Regions from separate parts of the Mus musculus genome. Here region 1 is linked to region 2. A link is a contact called in public Hi-C data. All regions are on one chromosome and are shown on one strand. The core of a region is the stretch at or near the end of the contact, and the rest is flanking DNA. Distances in the headings are between cores, read along the strand shown. Region 1 has its middle 71 kb from the start of Trim52. Region 2 has its middle 52 kb from the start of Gm24207.

The links. Hi-C and Micro-C count contacts between places; a contact is called where the count stands out from the background.
Region 1: a contact with region 2 is called in a Hi-C map of cerebellum, with 1.7 times the contacts expected there. The contact joins two enhancer-like sites. A contact is called at or near these places in 2 of 484 Hi-C or Micro-C datasets (adipose-derived mesenchymal stem cells and cerebellum) and 1 of 115 datasets of contacts at active chromatin or transcription factors (astrocytes).

The regions. Positions count from the first base shown.
Region 1 is chr14:106,175,730-106,178,429 of GRCm38.p6, forward strand. No RefSeq gene overlaps it. Among named protein-coding and RNA genes, the nearest start is that of Trim52, 71 kb to the left of the region's middle. Within about 2 kb of position 1,357, at least 18 of the 459 cell types and tissues checked have an H3K27ac peak or open chromatin away from gene starts, as enhancers often do. A contact at or near this core is called in cerebellum, where this site is marked.
Region 2 is chr14:105,327,385-105,330,084 of GRCm38.p6, forward strand. No RefSeq gene overlaps it. Among named protein-coding and RNA genes, the nearest start is that of Gm24207, 52 kb to the left of the region's middle. Within about 2 kb of position 1,252, at least 217 of the 459 cell types and tissues checked have an H3K27ac peak or open chromatin away from gene starts, as enhancers often do. A contact at or near this core is called in cerebellum, where this site is marked.

The DNA.
Region 1 (2,700 bases), core at 107-2,606, 850 kb after region 2:
GTATGTTTTCCAGACTGCTTCATGGTCCTTACATGTGATACTTTCAGTACTGCACTGATACTGTGATACATGTTTGGCTGAGTTAGTAGTTTAGGAGCTAATGGCTCCATTGGAAAGTTCTTGACATTTCAATCCCAGACAAATAAAGTAGGTAGGAGAGTAGTTACCATGAACTTTCTAAGCAGAGAGGGCTATCAAGTTCATTTACATGTTTACCAAGGCCGCCAGCCATCATGATTTGCTTGAGGTAAGTTTTTTATGTGAACTGAACTCGATCTGATGGTCTGTTTGCAGTAAAACAGCAAGAGCTCTCAGTCACTATTGTCACTTACTGAGTGGACCTGTTTACCAACACCTTTGGCATTGAATCAGTGTTTGGTGCGCATCTCTTCTAAACATGAGGATGGCACTAGAGTGAACAACAATCATTCATATCTGGCTTGTGGACAATGATGAAGTGCATGGACCAGGATGGAGTTGTAAAGTCCTATGAAACAGTTACATTTGGTGTGTGAGTAGAAGAAATTATTTGTGAAAGTTCAGAAACTTATGTGATGAAACTATCTGTTACATACTAAGTGGCACGAATGAGTTGTTCTAAAAGAATCTGAAGTATATATATTTAATTTCTAGCTATGCATTTGTAGATTTTCTTTACATTTATGCTTTATTGAAGGAAACTCATAATAACTTTAGCCTGACTAAATTAAGCCCTAGACTAAATTTTTAAAAAAGTAAAATACTTAGAAACTGCTGTTAATAAAATTTCCAGGAAACTCTGTATTGGATATTTTTTAAGCTATTTCCTTGTTTTTGTAATAAATGAAGAATAAGTGTGAATTCTCAGGAGTAAAGCTTTTGAAAGTTAATCACTTTAATAGAAATATTAGCATAAAGTAGCATGTGTAGGCAAAGCACATTAGGAGACTATATGATAGTTTAGGCAAATTGATAAAAGAAGCAATCTGCATATCTGTACCCATATCTGCACCCATATCTGTACCCATAGTTCTACATCTATTTTACGCTCCAGATGTAGACAACTGAGGAAAAAAGCAATGAAAATCCATTTGCCTTCATTAATCAACACGATATAAATGGATATGACATAACCATTAGGTCAAATGCAATAGCATCCTTTACTTAGAATGTACTTTTCCAGTTCCTCACTGTAATGTGCTGCTTTGACAAGGATTTACCAGGCCTGATACATGGCAGGATTTGCTGTAGTTTGCTGATATGAGGGACTCTGTAGGGGCTCGACTCAGATCCTTTTCATCGTTTGCTTGGGTAGGTAACTCTAACCATCCAGTCAAGCAGCTCCAGTGCCATGGTAACCACACAGATATCCCTGCTTCTGCCAAGTGGCTAAGAATAGGTCAAGCTGTGTTCCACTCAACTGGCAGCCAATCTGTTCTGTCTTTCCAAGCTGGAAGGCCGTTGTTACAGGCAGAGTCTGAGTAGGAATGACAAAATGGAGTAACGTGTTAATACAATCAAACTTCAGAAACGTTTTAAATTTTAATTTAACCTGCTTTCTTATTTCTATTGAAATCCCAGATTATGACAGAGAAGATCTTTGTTGTCACTAGTTTGGCTTTTGGTAAACTCTGAAATGAAACAACTGCCCACCACTTTGTATGTAGCCTTTTTGAATTAATAATGATAGACAACTAAAAATTTATGAGTTCATTTGAAACTCCTCCAAAATAGCCTTAGATTTTGGCATTTGTGTTATTTTTATCCTTTAGATAATTAAGTCATATAATAGTAGTAAAATTCATATTTGAGACATCAGGCTTGAAATTTTCAACTATTTGATGCCAATGTCTTGTCTACTATATGCCTCACAATCAGGCTGCTGGACTTTGGTTATACCCATATATATATATATATATATGTATGCATGCTTTTTTCTGGGGTTTTGCAGACACAATTTGAATAAATAGAATGAAGTATAAAATAGTGTTACTTTCATGATGATATGAAAGTCCCAAGTTTGAGGTTCAGGCAATACTTCTGGCAGGGAGGTTTCTAAGATGAAAAAAATAATAATGATAATAAATGAATAATCATATTAACAGAAAAGGTGTCTAATTTGCCAAGAACCAATACAGAAAAGTATGTGATCATTTCAAGGAACCAGAGGAACCAGAGAAAGTGTGTTTAGGTCTGAATTTGATGGTAAATGAGTTACAGATATCAGGCAACAGGGGCTAGCTGAGCCTGTTCTTATAAACACATTGCTAGTCATAGCCATGGAGTGGATTTTGTTGTTGTTTTGTTCTGTTTGTTTTTTTGGGGGAGGGGGGATTGTAACAAGGTAAAGGTATGCTGCTACTAAGAACTGTACTCTTTAGAGGTCATAGTTTAAGAAAGAGCGCTACAAACAGAATGGATTTGAACGAGATCAAATGCATAGTGAGTGAACTGGTTAAGAATTTGGATGTATGAGAGACGATCGTGGTGTTGGTGAGATACATGAGGTAGCAGAACTGGAGGTTAAAGGACATATCGGAGGTAATGGTGCTGGCCATGCTTGTGCCAGCAGAAGAGAATCTGATGCTATTTCCTGGTTTCAGAATCGCAGTGGGAGGAAAATTAGAGAAGATGATATATGCATACTCAGTCTTGCCTGTGGGGTAGATGGGTTTGTGTGAAGTTAGTAGGAGGGTGTGGAGCTTGAGGCTTAAGCAAGTG
Region 2 (2,700 bases), core at 2-2,501:
ATTTATTCCATCTTAACATCTCCCCAAGGCCTTAACCCAACTCACTGTAGCAACTAACTACTCAAAAGCTTCCTTCCGCATCAGGGTATCATCTAGCTGAGCAAAGGAGGAGACGCAAGGCACCATCCACCCGAGGTGACCCTGGTTGTGGTCTTGAACTACAAGAAGCAAGAGGTTTGGGAGAGATAGGCTTCCAAGCTTGGGCTTGCTAGGCAACCAGTCCACCCCATGGATAAATTCCATGTCCAGTGAAAGACTCCATCTCTGAAAGAAGGTAGAGAGCCATGTAGGAGATAGCTGTTGTCCTCTGGCTTCCCCCACATATGTGCGCATACACCCTCCAATGAGTACACATAAATACATACATCTACACACAAAGAGGGAAGAAAGATGCACAGCCACCTTTAGGAAGTGTCATGCAAACTTCTGAAGGTACCGGAGAGAGCCTTTTGCTACCGAAAGACTTGTCTTTCCTCCACTGGAAAATGGGTTTTAATAACCAGCTTTATCATTTCCCTAGTACATAACCACTGATAGACCCTTAACCTTGATTGGTTTGTTTCCTTATCTTTAAATTCTGTCTCTATACAATATATATATTTTTTTCTTCTCAGATAAGGTCTTGTTTTGTAACCCAGCACGGGTTGAAATTTGCAGACGTCCTGCCTCTGCCTCGCTTCTATGATAGCGTGCGTGCTGTGCTCAGGTTAGAAAAAAAAAGTTAAGATCTAATAAAGTCAAATATTTTGTGCTTTCTGATCTATAGCTGAATGGAAGTCTTGGTATTTAGTACTTCTTAGTTCTAATTTCTTAATCGCTAGAGAGCAACTCATGGTGGCTATCTTGGGTGACTCCTTCCTAGGTACGGTGCAGCGGATGCTCAGGAGGAGACAGCCTGAGTGGGTGAGTGGATGGGTAGGGTGGTTTTGATTGTGGTGATGGACTTTTCAAGTAAAGTAGGGAGTTCTTTATTGTTTTAAATTTGTTCCCTACTTGCTGGCAGAGCAGCTCTTCAAGATGGAGCGAGTGCTGCAGTTAGGATTACCCAATCCTCGATGTTTGAAGGCTGCTAAGCAGGGCAAAGGTCTGAGGGGAAGAGGGCTTTTTCTAAGCAGGTAATGTGAGCAGAGCATGCTTGTGAAGAGCCTCTCAGCCGAAGGATTTCAGTAGCCACCTCCTTCCCTGACCGGGCTGGCTTGGGTTTGCATGGGTTGGAAACTCTGTTGAGTGTTTTTGGTTTCAGTTTTGTCAGAGCTCTCGCTGACACCGGCAGGCTGGGCTGGGAGTCTGACTGGGAAAAGCTACTTGACAGTCAGGTTGGAACAAAGCACATGCTGGCTTCTTGCAGAGGATGTGGGGCTTGTTGACTGGAAGCCTGCCTGCCAGAACAAGATCCTTCTGCGCACACCAGAAACAATCTGCCATTGTCTCAAGGGATAAAACAGTGCCAATAAAACATGAACGCTCCAGCCAAGAGGAGGAGAGCCGCGTTAACTGCTTCATTTCTGAAAGGAATTGTGGGAAAGGGGAGGCTGAGCAAAACTCGTCTCCTTGTTTTTCATCTTTCACATTTGACATCATACAGATGTGGTTCCCAAAGCCCACCACAGGCCCACTTACAGGGAGTAAATGAACACCCCCCCACCCCACACACACACCTTGCTATTCTGGGGGTTTTAGTGCTGCCGGGGAATGGCCCCTGTGGCCTCTCTTATGTTGGCCTTGGCTCCAGATGCTATTACCTCAGAGAAACTGCCAGAGGGGTAAGGCGGTAGAGTGTGCATAACTCTCAGGACAGCTTAAGGGTTGGGAATGCATGTCCTCAGAGGAAATGGGGGGAAGTGGAGGAGGAGAAAAATCCTAAGAGAGGTGACTGATTGAGGTTATAGAAGCTTTTATCTTAATTTTGCCTGTGTTCTCCCCTTGTCTCTGATGAGAACCAATAAAGGAGTATTAGTGGAATTGAGGTTGTGACTAAACTCCTTCAGTTTGCTTGGCATAATGACTTGCAGACTGTACTCTGATTCTCTTCACTCTATGACCAATCCCTTCTCTAAACTTCTTGCTTGTGCACAACTCAAACTTCAAGCACTGTGCAATAGTTCAAGACTTCACGAGTGTGGGAAAAGCTGGGCTTCATGAAAACAGTTATGAAGGTGTAAGGAAGTGCACCTATGGACTGGGTGCGGTGCTATATGCTATGCCTGTGGTCTCAGCAGTTGGGAGGTAGGGCCTGGATGATCAGGAACTCAAGTTTATCCTCGAACTTATACAGCTACATAGTGAGTTTGAGTCCAGCCTGGGCTACAAAGACCCTGTTTTAATAAACCAAACCAAGCCAAACCAGACCAAACCAATTGAAGAAGCACAGTTGTGGCCAATTCCATAGAAGGGCTTGGGGAGACGAATTGATGGGTCAATTGCTTGCTTCACAGCACCAGGATACGATTTTGGATCCCTACTGCCCCTGTATAATGCCAAGTGTGGTGGTGGTGGTTTGGTCAGCGCTTGGTAAAAGCTTTGCTTGGCTTCTCTGCATGGTTTCTGCCTACCTTCTGAACCTCTGCACCTCGGCTTGGTTAACTGTTCTCTCTCAGATCTTAACTCTCTTAGGTTTGTGAATACGTTTATGGTTCTTTTGGGCCATTGGTAGTTCTTATGTGTTGTTGGATTTGATTGCCTACAAGTAGAAGTTTTACA